Regions from separate parts of the Mus musculus genome. Here region 2 is linked to region 1. A link is a contact called in public HiChIP or PLAC-seq data. All regions are on one chromosome and are shown on one strand. The core of a region is the stretch at or near the end of the contact, and the rest is flanking DNA. Distances in the headings are between cores, read along the strand shown. Region 1 overlaps Gm41996 (a long non-coding RNA gene). Region 2 holds the start of Zbtb10 (zinc finger and BTB domain containing 10).

Region 1 (7,211 bases), core at 413-2,912:
TTCCTATGAGACCATATGATAAACACACTGGTGATAGAAATGCACACACTAGTGATAGAAACACTGGTGATAGAAACACTGGTGATAGAAACACTGGTGATAAACATGCTGGTGAGAGAGACACTGGTGAGAGAGACACTGGTGAGAGAGAGAACAAAGGCGCACACAAAAGGCCCTGATTGACCCATCACAGCAGCTCTCTGCCTGTTCTCAGGCTCATCAGTGAACTAGTGAACATACTGTCCCTGAGCTAGACCTGCGCACACAGAAGACCTTCACCCTCGATGCCATTGTCACGCCTAGCCAGCAGCACATGCGAGCCCTAGTCAGATGCTGGAAGCATCCCTGTGGGTACTCCTTGCTGTTATAGGAGCATTCCTCATATCTCAATAAGCCCCATGCTTTACTGCTGGCGGTATACATTCCTAACAAAAGGTTGGGGGTGTTTATAGTTTGTTGGAGCTATGTGTCAACAGATTCCTTCCAAACTTCTAAGAAGAGCATTACCTCAAATTATTTTTACCACAAAAAGACCATCTTTAAAAAATGGTCTTCTGGTTGCTGCTGTTTCTGTTTCAAACGGTCAAGTGTAGAAGAGTTTGGTGAGTTTGCAGCTCCTGCTTGCCTGGACTCTTCTCATTCTGGGCCATGCCAACCACGGTCTGGTCCCACCGTGGGACTCAGGACAAATGGACTTACCTGGCACTCTCCTTTTTCAGTCAAGAAGGTTTTGAAATTTATAGCTTAGATGCTCTCAGCCTAGATAGCAACATACCTGCATCTCCCATATTATTTGTATGTCATTTTTAATGTTGTTAGTTTTTCAGGCTTAGATTCCTGGGTCAAATATTTAATAAGTGATCTGGGCTCAAAGGCTGGTTTAATAAGACATTTAAATTGGCCACTGAAAAAGGTGGTTCTGGATCCTTGTGAAAATTGCTAAGCTACAAGCTCAAAAGCCTCTTTATGTCTTCTGAGGTGACTTCCCCAAAGAATGTAAACACAGAAGACTGACTTTGAGGTCAGGAGGTTTCAATGATAAAGGGACTTTTGCTGTCTGATCCCTAAGCTGCATTGCTTGGTGCGGCTTCTCTGCTGAGACATCCTGAGAGTATCAGATGACTCACTCAGGCCTGACTGATTTAACCACACACAGCTCACACAGATCGGCTCCTGCTGTATACTCAGTCGGATGCTTGGATGCCTGCCTGCTCCTGAATTACTTTTTTTCTCTCTCTCCATGCTTGCCCAGGGTATGACATTTTTTCCCCCAGAGACAGGACAACCGGTACTTGGCATAAAAGAAGAATTCCACTTTCCGATGACACAGGGACATGGATATCTCTGGGTGTCAACAAGCAAGTCTTTCTATTTCTCCCTCTCCCATTTCAACAGATCTCATAGTTTCTAAGCATGGGCACGGCACGTAAAGGGTCTGTGCCAATCCATGTTGCCCTTGGTGAGGTAAAGCCTACTTCTACTGGCTTGTTCTGGAGTATAGTGGGTTATGCCCTGGAAAAGGCTGTCACTTCTCTGAGCTGAGATCAAACCCAGGGCCTCACAGGCTCTAAGCCAGCGCTCCACCTCTGAGCTCTGCTCACAGTTCAGTTACCTAGTTTAACTCGATTGTCTCCTACTTCCTGTAATCTGCTCTCTGCTGCAGAAGAGGTGGAAAGAAGAAAAGTGAAACAGAAAGTAAGAGGTGGTGGTGTGGAAAGGGATGCGGGAGGCAGTACTGAAGGCCAGGTACAGTACAGGAGGGTGAAAGGGTCCCGAGCTCCGGCCTTCATGCCCACCCCAAACCCCTCCCAACCATTTTAAGCACAGTGCACAGGCCTGCGCTTATCGATATACAGCCTGAAGCTGTTGTTCTCCATCGGAACTGTTTAAATGTCATCTAGAAGGTTCTGAAGCTGCCTAGTGTAGTACCACGCCCTAACTTTAGTCAGGATGGCTTAATGGGTGAAATGCAGATGGGGCAGCATCTTTACAAACACTTCACCAGGGTCAAGTCCTAGGGGAGCTTCAGGGGTCCTTAAAAGTGGGGACCCCCACTTTGCATCTTCTCCTTGGGAGGCTGGGAAAGTCCTAAAGGCTGTTCAGCAAAGACGAAATCCCCACTTCTGTTTTGTGAAAAGGAAAGAGGAGCTGGGGGTGGTCGCCCTGGGAAGCCCCTAGCTCACAGAATTCTCCTAACCTCTCCACAGTTGCTGCCACTGGGGGCCTCCCAATGGGTGGGAACACTGCTTCTCCTGGCTCCTCAAAGCCTTTCAGGACCTTTGGAGATTTTACAATGGACCTTTTCTCAAGCGAGATTTCAGAGAAGCTGTCCCGTGATTTTCTGATTTGGCATGGATTGAGACCTGTCTGTCCAGCAGTGCGAGGCTTCTGTGGGGTTTGTAGTGCATTTCTTCAGCATAATCATAGTATGGTTTACAAGTGTCATGGGTGCAGACAGAATGCAATCCGCTTTAACACTGCGTTTGCACTGTCAAGGTCTTGGGGCAGTTAGAACCTTTCTAGCAGAGTGCTCTCCTGAAAGCAGGGACATTCAAAAACGCATAGTTGAGTGCACTCTACAGACTGCAAATCACTCTTGAGAGACACAATGTTAATATGGTATAGTTTAGATAAGTTTTTCGATCTAGAACTGATCCCCGTTGAGAAGTGACTCACCTGGGGCTGGGATATAGCTCAGTGATAGACCTGACCTGTAACTGTGTGTGGGCCCTGGGTCCCATTGCTAGAACTCAAAATGAGTGAATAAGTGAATGAATGAATGAATGAATGAATGAATGGAGGAGTGGGGGAAGAAGAATAGATCAACTTTATTTTTTCATTTTAGAAATGTATAGAGAAAATGATGCACGTCTTTAATCCCAGCATTCAGGCGGCAGATGGATCTTTGAGTTCAAGGCCAGTCTGATTCACAGAGTGAATTCTAGGACAGCCAAGGCTACACAGGGAAACCCTACCTTGAACAAAATAAAAACTAAATAAATAAAAAAACAAAAAAACAAAAAACAAAAGTCCCACTGGGTGGTGGCGGCCCATGCCTTTAGTCACAGCACTCAGGGTCTCTGTGAGTTTAGGGCCAGTGTCTACAGATCTTGTTAGGAGTAGCGCTTCACACAGTCACAAAAGCCTACATTGTCTCAGACCCTCGGTGTGTTTAGTGTGTTCTGTTCAAAACAAAACAAAAATCAAACCAATATAGCACCAGCTGTGTGTGTGCTGCTGCATACCATTCTGGAACTGAGACGGGAGGAACAGCACCTGCTTTTAGTTTAACAGTTTTGTGTGTCACTACATTGTGTGTGTGTGTGTGTGTGTGTGCGCGCGCGCGGCACGCGCACACGCGCACATGTGTGACCATAGGCAGTGGCAATCAAGTGAGCATAAACTGTCATTGTAGAATTCAAGGTCTAAGTCCTGTCATTCTTGGATATGAGGTATAAAGGTCAAGCCTATCAGAGTGAAGAGGGCCTTCAGAGGGGAGCTACTCTGCTGGGGTGATCCTGAACACTGGGGTGCTAAAGCTTTAGCATCAGCTACCACAATTAGTTCTTTTCAGGTGGCTGTTAACCATGGAGCATCCCCAAGCCCGCTGGTTACTGGCCACAGGGATCTGTTTCCGGAGATTCTGATGTCATTAGACTGAAGTGCGTCTGAGGCAGTGGATAGCTACACTTGAGAAGCTCATCCTGCCTGGAGCTTTCCCAGGAGAAGGGATTGCGCTCACTGTCTAGAGACCATGATGTCACTTCCTGTGGGAGGCTAGGCAGTGCCCTGCTCTGGGGCAGGGGGGCGGGATCAGGCCTTACATAGTGTCTGTAACCACCCATTACATTAAGTTGGTGGATGGATAGTCAGAGTTCAACTGTGAAAAGGTGGCCTGTCCTTAGAGTTCTCATCACAGATGAGATGACATGGACTCAAGGTGACTCTGGAACCTAAGGAGAAAATTGATATCTTCACGGAAGACTTCTTAGGTCAAAGTAGTTTTGCATCACCTAAGCGTTGAGAATTATATGCCTGCCTACAAGCCAGCCCCTGCAGCTGTTTGTGGCTGGACTCATGCAGCAGACGGGGTGACCAGCTTAGAATGTGAATAAGATTGCAGCTGATTTGCCATGGATTGTAAGGATAAGGAACACGTTTGCCCTCAACTGAAAACAGGTCTTTGTTCATGCTCATGTCAAGATGCACTTCTTAGCAACTCACCTACTTTGTCTCTGGTACTGTATGTAGCAATGCAAGTGCTTAAATATTTATTTTTACATTAAATTTTTTAAATTTAATTTTATTTATTTATGTGTGACAGTCAGAGGAGTCAGTGACTTGTTTTCTTCTACCTTTTTTTTTTGTATTCTTCTATGCTATTCTTACATTTAAACAGCAACAATACAAGGATGCCAAGGGAGTCACAGGTGAGATGTTTCACTAAGGCAGACACAGGCCTGTTTTGCACAAAGGATGTTTTGCTAAAGGAAAAACATAAAAGGACACATGATGTTAAGAAAGACTCAGCAGACGGTAGATGATGCTAGATGGTATTGGTACACTTTACCATTGTTTTATTGATGATCTTTGTCAGGACTCCAAAGAGAAAAACACACCAAAAAACCCTTCTGGTGGTGTGCTGGTAGCTTCTCGCAGCTTCTGCAACGCGGGCTGATTGGCAGAGTGATGTCAGCTGATCCAGACTCAACATGGAGTTTGCTAAAAGACTCATGTGCAGAGGCAAGACACCTGGTGAGGTGAGACCTGTGGGAGACATGGGATGTTTGGAGGGAGTATAAATAAGACTCAACAGACAGTGACAAGGGCTAGGCCTGCTTGCAAAGCTAGCTTTTCAGTGCATCTTGGTCTCAAGTCTTTGCTGAGAGAGGCACAGCTGAGAACTTCTCCTGGCATTCCTGGTGGTCCTGGCTCTCCTGCTGACTTGTGCCAATTTGGCTGAGGCCTGGCTGACTGCTTGTTCATGTTTGCTCTCCGGATACCACCGAACTGGTCTGCCCATCTAAAGTAAACCAGTACACTTAGGCTTAGCATGGCTCCAATTCTTCATGGATAAGAACATTACAGCCATTTTTTTTCCAGAGCCCTTGGGCTGATGCCATCAGATAGCTATTCGGCTTCTACAATTAGACTGAATTCGTTCCTTACGTTCTCAGGCTGACTGCTGACTAGCGATTGTCCTGCTTCTGTCTCCCGGTACTGAAATTACAGATGTGTGCCCTGTACACACCTGACCCGTGGCAGTGGCTTTTTGTCTTTGTACTATCATTAGCACTCCATAAAGGACATCTTCATCCTCAGTCCATGTATGTTTGATGGGTCAAGAAACACAACTGAAACTTTCTCATCTGGTTATGGGTTCCCTAAGAATAGGGCTGGGGTGCAGTTTAGTGATAGAATCCTTGCCCAGAAAGCTGGAGATTCTAGATTTGATCTTTAGCATCATTAATTAGCTAATTAATTAATTAATTAATTAAAGTCACTGGATTGGGAGTGTAGTTCAGTAGTGGAATGCTTGTCTACTATGTGGAAGGTATGGGCTTGATTCCTTTTTAAAAAATACACTTAAGCCGGGCGTGGTAGTGCACACCTTTAATCCCAGCACTTGGGAGGCAGAGGCAGGTGGATTTCTGAGTTCGAGGCCAGCCTGGTCTACAGAGTTCCAGGACAGCCATACAGAGAAACCCTGTCTCAAAAAACCAAAAACAAACAAAAAACAGAAAAAACAACAACAAAACAAACAAACAAACATAAAAGGGCTGGAAAGATGGCTCAGCGGTTAAGAGCACTGACTGTTCTTCCAGAGGTCCTGAGTTCAATTCCCAGCAACCACATGGTGGCTAGCAATGGGATTTGATGCCCTCTTCTGGTGTGTCTGAAGAGAGCTACAGTGTACTTATATGTAATAAATAAATCTTAAAAAAATACACTTTAAAATTTTTTAAACTTTATTTAAAAAATATGCTTGCAAATAAATCAAACCCACCAGGTTTAATTTCTAATACTACCAAACAAAAAGAGAAGAAAAATGAACGTAAGCAAAAGATTAAAAAAAAGTCGACCTAGCAGTGGTAGCCCACATTTTTAGTCCCAGCACTTGGGAGGCAGACAGAATTCTGAGTCTGAGGCCATCCTGGTCTACATAGAGAGTTCCCAAGAAAAAAAAAGAAAGAAAGAAAGGAGAGAGAGAGAGAGAGAGAGAGAGAGAGTTAGTTCCAGGACAGCCAGGGCTACACAGAGAAACCCTGTCTCGAAAAACAAAAACAAACAAACAAAAAGTGTATAAACTCAATATTCACTCCTCACGGCTCTATCCTTCAAACTGTGATTTTTAAAGGGTATGTATGTTCTCACGTCCCTCCGCCGAGGAACCCGGAACTAAGTGTCCAAGTAAGCAGGAACACTGCCTTATCTGCTCGCTAAAACTCTTGGAGTTCAGTGATTTCTCAGTAATGAAACACCTGCCATCCTGGAGGCTGCGCCACGAGGCACTGGTGAGCCGGGACGGGCGGGCGGGGCAGCCAAGATTGCCTGACTCCCAAGAGAGAGAGCATCTGCATTGCAGATGCCTTTGGACAGCAGTCATTTGCTCCTTTGCCTTCCTCAGGCCGGGGAGGTTCTAGGGTAGAGGGAAACCGGCTTTTCATTGTTTCAAATCCCAGGTTCTTTGGAAAGGCGTAGATGCATTCAGCCTTCCATTTAAGGTAACATTCAGCACGTTGACAGACAGTACAAAGAGTAAATGGCAAATTAAAATTTGGAATGGGGAACGGGTAGTCTGACATGAACTCACTTTCTTGTGTCTGAGAGCAGAGCTTTAATGATCAACAGGCCAGATGCTCCAGAAAGTTCTCCCTATAAGTCTCTCCCCCGCCCCGGGCTTTTGGTCTATTTGCGCTGTCTGAGCACTACAGGCCCACAGTGCCTAGGCTTATAGCATACATGTGTTTTGTAGTGCTAAATAGAAAGGGGACAGAAAAGAGTGTAATTAACTAGATTAGTTACTTTGTAAAACATTAAATTGAGCCTCTACACATACAATTAAAAAAATAAAAATAAAACAAAAAACAAAAAGTCCCTCTGTGGTGGGATGTTTTAGGGATTTCTGTTTTTGACTAGCCTTAAGTTGTTGGGTGTCAACATCTTGAGTCAGGCCTGGGGAGGCAGCTCAGCAGATAGATTGCTTGCCT
Region 2 (7,054 bases), core at 3,735-6,234, 96 kb after region 1:
TAAAGTTTAATTTTAATGTAGCAATTAAAAACAATGTACCTTATAATTTTAGAGATATAACATTGTTTGTGTATAAAGTTTAGCTTTGACAGGAAAGAATTACCCTAGCTGAAAATATCCTCTAGGGTCAGGCACACCTTTGAATGTTTGATCCTCCTGCCTCTGCCTCCTAAGGGGTAGGGTTATACAAATGAGCCACCTTATTTGACTCTAATTCAATTTTTTTGAAAGAATAACTTCTCTTTAGATAAGAAAGATAAAAGAATCAACAGAAAAGTTTATCAAGGAAGATTGTGAGGAAAGACATCATAAACTCTTTCTGAAAGTCTTATTCTTTGCTTGAGTTTGCGAGAGTAAAATGAGCCCCATCTTTCTGGGAGATGACCTGTACCATTTCTCAGAAGCAGATCAGACAAAGGGCTGAGCAGCAAAGGCCCTCCAAGACACTACAGGACAGTGTAGTCTGACCAAGGCTCAGCTGAGCCAGGTCTAGGTGTCACTTCCTATCAGTCCCCCAGGGACAGCATGAACCATCACCTCTAGAAGTTTACAAAATTTAAGTGAAATTAGGGGGCAGACAGCTTGGGATTGCCCCGTTCTTCAGGGGTTCCCTGGTAAGCATTGGGGGATTCCCTTAAATATGGCAGAACCCTAACACTAAGTATGGGGGCCACAGGGGAGGACAGGCCCCTGCTTGTTAGTTGGAGACTGGAAGGGGTGGGGGAATTCCTAAACACTCCATTTACAGAGAAGGAGAGCCCCTTGTTAGTCACAGTTCCCTTAGTACAGGGCATTTGGTGGTAGATATCTGTTTCTGATTCCTTCAAGGTTTCTGATTTCTTGTAGGTTTTAGAGGCAGACAACTGAAATAAACACACAGAGAGACACACATTCTCTCTCTTTTTCTCTCTCTCTCACACACACATACATAAACACACACACCTACTCCTCTCACCAATACTATTTGGCTATTAATTAGTTCAATGGTCATAGAATTTAATTTACATAAATCTAGTATTGCTATTTATTTTTTTCTTTTCAGGCTGGAGCTCCTGAATGCCAGGCTGGCCTCACACTTAATATAGCTAAGGATGAAGTCTGGTTCTCTTCCTCTCCTTTCCAAGTGATGGAGTCACAGGTCCATGCTAGCATGCCTGGTTTCTACAGTCCTGGGGATCTAACCAAGGAACGCTTTTATTTTTTTATGCTCCAGACTTTACTCTCCCTCCCCTCTAAGCCCACCCTGCATCCACCCTCTGACTGTTTCACATCCCACACCTCCTCTTCACCCCTGACTCCACAAGGATGTCCCCACCTCCCACCCAACCAGATCTCTAAACTCCCTGGAGCCTCCAGTCTCTTGAGGGTTAAGTGCATCTTCTCTGACTGAACCCAGACCTGGCAGTCCTCTGCTATATGTGTTGGGGCCTCAGATCAGCTGGTGTATGCTGCCAGGTTGGTGGTCCAGCATTTGAGAGATCTCAGGGTCCATGTTAATGTATCATTCACTCTTTGAGACAGTTTCTCTCTGTATAGCCCTGGCTGTCCTGAAACTCACTCTGTAGACCAGGTTGGCCTCGAACTCAGAAATCCGCCTGCCTCTGCCTCCCAAGTGCTAGGATTAAAGATGTGTGCCACCACACGGCTCCATCATTCATTCTTTAAAAGTTACTTTTATGTGTGTGTTGGGGGCGGGTTGTCTGTGGAGAACAGAAGAGGCAACTGGATCCCCTGGAGATGGGCTTCCTGGGAGTCCTGAGCCGCACAGTGGCTCCCCATCCTGAGTGTCACTCAATTAGCTCATGTTTAAAGATAATTTCAGAAAGAAGCCATGTGGAAATTATTTAAATATTTGTCCATTAATTCATTTTTTGAGACAAGATCTTGTGTGGCTTAGGCTGGTCTAAAGCCTATAGCAGAGGCTAGTTTGAAATGATCCTCCTGCCTCAGCTTCCTCATTTCAGGGATTACAGTAATGTGCTACCATACCTAACAACAGTGTAGACCTATAAAACATAAGGAAGGATGTGCGTGTGAGGAAAGGCATTTACTCATTGTGAATGCCAAGTAGAACTTGAACTGTTTTGGTTGACTCGATTGCTATAAAAATACATAGGAAGCAGATTCTAGCCTAACTTAATATAGTTCCTATTCTACATTAATTAGGGATTCAAGCTTGAGATGAGGTAAGTTTATTAGTTTTTGAATAAAGCAGATGATATGAATAAATACAGATGACATTTCTCAATCTTAATCTTATAATTGATTGATGTCAGTAACCACTTTTTTTTTTTTAAGGGAAAGAGGCTGGGGTGGTTAAAATATAATGTATTTATTTGCAAAATGCTTAGAGTCTTAAAAAAAAAAAACACATTGAAAACCAAGCATGTCATTGTCACACTTTTCCATACTACAGCAGCCACAGCAGGCAGGTTTTCCTTCTTCCTCCAAGGTGTATGGCACAGAACTGTCTGAAAAATCACCAACCAGAACTCACCAACTCACTCTGAGGGCCTTTATCCAAGTACAGGGCCTACGGCACCTGATGGCAGGTGGCAGTACGGGTAGATGATAGGAAGACACCCCAAGTCAAAGCTTTTGGTGGCATGGAAGTCCCCTCAGTCAGCTCACCGAAATTATGTTGTCATAGGTGACAAGTTTACACAAGTAAACTCAAACTCACTTTAGAATTCATCAATTTTATTTCATATACAAAACTTCATTACACCAGGTACCAAAATTAAGGCGAATTAAGTCAAAGTGGCTTTGAAAAATCTAAATCGACACAGCTCAACACTCGTCTTGGGCTTAGTTCAATCAGAAGTGTTAAGGAAACTGGGCATGGGGCTCTCACCTTTAATCCTAGCCTGGACTAAGGCAGGATTGCTGTGAATTACAGGTAGCCTCATCTATACAGTGCTTTCTAGGACAACCAGGGACATAGAGTGAGACCTGTATAAACAAATCAAAAGTTCCATTGAGGTAAGTTGGGCATGGTGACAGACCCAGGCTGGAGAGTTCAAGGCCAGCAGGCTACATAATAATGCTGTCTCAAAAAAAAGTGTTAGCAAATATTAATTTATAACACTGAGAAAATGTGCTTTAAAAACTTGTGTGCATGGGCATTGTTCCTGCAGGTATGTCTGTCTGTGCACCATGTGTGCCTGGTACCTGAGCAAATCCCCTGTTGCTGCTATTACAGGCTCTGAGCCTCCATACACTTACACAGGCAGTCGCCATACACAGGCTCTGGGAACTTAACTCTTGAGTCCTCAGACACAACAGCCATCAATCTGAATTTTAAAACTTGAAAGATGAGAGACCACCATTTATCAACTGCTCTCTTCACTCCACTCCCACCCCAAAAGGGAAACTCCAGGTGGGTGGATGTCTGTGGGTTCAAAGCCACTCTTGCCTAGTGAGTTCCAGGACAGCTAGGGCTACATAGTCTTAAAAAAAAAAAAAGAAAGAAAGAAAGAAAGAAAGAAAGAAAGAAAGAAAGAAAGAAAGAAAGAAAGAAAGAAAGAAAATTAGCCGGGTGTGGTGGCACACGCCTTTAATCCCAGCACTTGGGAGGCAGAGGCAGGTGGATTTCTGAGTTCGAGGCCAGCCTGGTCTACAGAGTGAGTTCCAAGACAGCCAGGGCTACACAGAGAAACCCTGACTCGAAAAACAAAAACAAAACAAAACAAAACAAAAAATTAAGAAAGGCAGGGGGAAAAAAAACAGGAAAGAAAGCCTGAAATAGGCTCAAACATACGAATTTTTAAATTAAGCTTGTGCAACATGGTGGTTCACACCTGTAATACCAGAACTCGAGATACTGAGGCAGGATCTTTGTGTGTATCCCTGGCTGACCTAAAATGTAGACTAGGCTGGCCTTGACCCTGTTTCAAAAATCGCTCCCAATAAATAACAGATAAATCGACCTCACTTTGTGAATTAATGAGTGTAAACGTGCTAATGTTTTCCAAATAGAGCATAGTTAATGGGGAGGGTGAGTTTAAGGGTTCTTAATTGGCAAGGCCTCTTTCTGAAAAACAAAAACAAAAAAGTAAACTAATATAACTTAGGGAGGTTCATTTCCAGCTTAGACCGATGTAATCACTCTAAATTCCATACGCGATGCCAAGAGCTTTTCTCAAAATCCTAAAAATTAATTCTCATCTACACACCCTGTCTTCGGAGCTGCACTCCCTTCGCGGCCGCACGCGGCGCCCGCAGCAGCTGACTCCTCCCCGTTCATGGGGAAAACCCTGCCTAATATTTATAACGCTATGACATACTGTAATACTCACAAGGTGGTTGTAGAAGTATAAACACGACTGGAGATATCTGATTGGCTGCTGGTGATGTAACACCCATGTCAATACTTCCCACTGAACGCACGTGTTCGACCTTTTATTTAAATTTCCATTTCATCACAGCAATAAGACACTCGGGGCGGTGCATTTTCTGCGAAACGATCGTCGCCCGGGGCCAGAGGTGCTGCCCGGCGTACACAAGGAGCCCAAGGAGGTGTCCTCGCGAGGGAGGCACCGCCTGGTCCAGTCTTTTGTGCAGGAACAAAATAAGTTCACTTCCTCGGGCACGGCCACCCACCCCTCCCCCGGCAGATGACAGGGCCGGGCGCGCTCCCACCGCACTTACTCCTGGAGTCCCAGGTGAAGTCGTGGCGAGAGCCGGGGACCGTGCGCACGGGCGCGCCGCGGCGAGCCGGCCCCTGACACCCGCCAGCTGTTTGTCCTGGCCGAGCCGGCCCCGCCCCGAGACCCCAGCCCGTGCCCCGCCCGCTTCCTTCCCGTGGCCGCACCCCCGCCCGCGGGCCCGAGCGGCCGGCCCCTTTCCCGGTCCCCGGGCGCCCCCGGCCCAGCCCAGCCCGGCCCAGCCCGCCCCCTCCCCCGGCCGGCCCCCACCCTCTCCCCCTCCAGCGGTTACTGCTACCCCGGTGCATTGTGGGCGCACGGTCCGTTGTTCATTTGCCATTCGACCTCCGCCAGGGCCTGGTCGGACGGAAACGCTCCGCCGGCTTTATTGTCGGCTCGCTATGTGGCGGAGCCTGGCGGCTTAGCGCGCCTCTCGCGTCCGCGCCTCGGCAGCCGGCGGCGGCGACACGACTCCCCCCGAGGACGGAGATCTGTTGGCGGGCCGGTGTGTGCGCGCAGCGCTGAAGCGGGGCAGCGGAGGGGCAACCGCACTCCTCCTCAACTTCGAAGGCCGCACGCGCCCGGCTCGCCGCTCCGCTGCCCGCCCACCGCTCCGCGCGGGACGCTGCCCGGAGCGCGGCGGGGCGCGGGTGGAGAGGACGCGGCTGGGACGGCGGCGGCAGTAGACGCGTGCGGCGGCCCGGGAGCGAGCGCGAGCCGGCGGGAGGGTGAGGCCGGGCCGGCGGGAGCGCAGCGCAGAGCGGCGCAGCGCAGCGCCGGGGGCGGGGGCGGGGGCGAAGCGTTGGGGGAGCCGCGGCGAGCGCGCGGGACGCGGCCGGAGCCCGGGCGCGAGCCGAGGCACCGGGCGGCGGCGGCGGCGGCGGTGACCGCGGCGCGCGCCATGTCGTTCAGTGAGATGAACCGCAGGACGCTGGCGTTCCGAGGAGGCGGGTTGGTCACCGGCGGCGGCGGCCCCACGAACAATAACGCTGGCGGGGAGGCCTCTTCTTGGCCTCCGCAGCCGCAACCGCGACTGCCCGCGCCGCCCGCGCCGCAGCAGCCGAATGGGCGCGGGGCCGACGAGGAAATGGAATTGGAGGGCCTGGAGCCCCAGGACTCGGAGGCCGCCGCCGGCGCGGCCGCCGCCGAGGACGTCAAGGAGTTGCTGCTGCTCCCTCAGGACACGGGCGGCCCCTCCTTGCTGGGCGGCGGCGCGGGGGGCCCCCTGCTAGCGGAAAGGAACCGTCGGACTCTGGCCTTCCGCGGGGGAGGCGGCGGGGGTCTCGGCAACAATGGCAGCAGCCGCGGCCGCCCGGAGACCTCGGCGTGGCCCCTCAGGCATTTCAATGGGCGAGGGCCGGCGGCCGTGGATCCGGAGCTGGACGCGCTGGAGGGGAAGGAGTGGATGCAGGACGGGGCGTCCCTGAGCTACAGCACCGAGGAGGAGGGGGCGAGCCCGGGCGATGGCAGTGGGGCGGAAGGCGGCAGCTGCAGCAGCAGCAGGCGGTCGGGCGGCGATGGTGGGGACGAAGCGGAGGGCAGCGGTGTGGGAGCTGGCGAAGGAGAGACTGTCCAGCACTTCCCGCTCGCGAGGCCCAAGTCCCTCTTGCAGAAGCTCCAGTGCTCCTTCCAGACCTCTTGGCTCAAGGACTTCCCTTGGCTGCGGTACTCCAAGGATACCGGCCTTATGTTCTGCGGATGGTGCCAAAAGATCCCCGAGGATGGGGGCGGCGTGGACCTTACCCAGGTGGGGCATGATGAGCTTTCGCGAGGGACCCGCAACTACAAGAAAACCCTGCTCCTAAGGCACCACGTCTCCACCGAACACAAACTCCACGAAGCCAACGCCCAGGTACCGTAGATCCTGCCTTTGCTTTTCGACCACATCTTTTGGGAAAGGTTTATCAGTGGGGAAGACTAAAACTAAAGTAAAGAAGGGGGGAAATTAAGATCCTCCGGGGGAAGACTCACTTCGTTCCGATCGAGAGAGGTTCGCGAGAGCTTATGCGTAGGGGTTTAGAAAGCCTGGAAACAAAGTTTTCCAAAGTTGTGGATCTATTGGGGGAGGAGGGGTAGAAGGACAGTTTTCTAATGATATCGCTGGGTTTATCTTCTTTTTCGAGTTAGGGTTTGCCTGTGAGATTGAATCCGAGAGAGAGGCTGGGAGAGGTTGGAGATTTTAACCTTTGATTGACTTTCGGTCAAAAAGGATTTTTTTTTTTAAGTCAGAGGAGATTTTAGAACTGTCCCTTCTTGTGTTCGTAGACACTAAAGTACTAGAAGTAGCCTGAAGAATGGATTAAACAGTTTCCTTAAGCTTCGGTGCTACAGGCTGTCCACTCTTAAACTCGTGTCAGGTCGAGATAATGTGAAATATGAGAGGCTTATGCAAATGTACAGGAAGTTAG

What was found. HiChIP or PLAC-seq counts read pairs in DNA pulled down with a chosen protein or histone mark.
Region 2: a contact with region 1 is called in a BATF HiChIP or PLAC-seq map of CD8 T cells, with 30 read pairs. The contact joins the promoter of Zbtb10 here to the enhancer-like site in region 1. A contact is called at or near these places in 2 of 15 datasets of contacts at CTCF or cohesin (CD8 T cells and the NIH/3T3 cell line), 16 of 484 Hi-C or Micro-C datasets (B cells, CD4 T cells, the HL-1 cell line and 11 more), 12 of 115 datasets of contacts at active chromatin or transcription factors (CD8 T cells, bone marrow-derived macrophages, embryonic stem cells and 6 more) and 1 of 9 other capture datasets (adipose tissue).

Annotation. Positions count from the first base shown.
Region 1 is chr3:9,152,724-9,159,934 of GRCm38.p6, forward strand. It overlaps Gm41996 (a long non-coding RNA gene), which reads right to left. Exons shown (of 3, transcript XR_878674.2): 3 at 4,548-4,767. Among named protein-coding and RNA genes, the nearest start is that of Gm41996, 18 kb to the right of the region's middle. Within about 2 kb of position 1,663, at least 158 of the 459 cell types and tissues checked have an H3K27ac peak or open chromatin away from gene starts, as enhancers often do. A contact at or near this core is called in B cells, CD8 T cells, the HL-1 cell line and 12 more, where this site is marked.
Region 2 is chr3:9,245,583-9,252,636 of GRCm38.p6, forward strand. Zbtb10 (zinc finger and BTB domain containing 10) reads left to right here and starts at 4,985. Exons shown (of 6, transcript NM_177660.3): 1 at 4,985-6,498. The coding sequence starts at 5,548.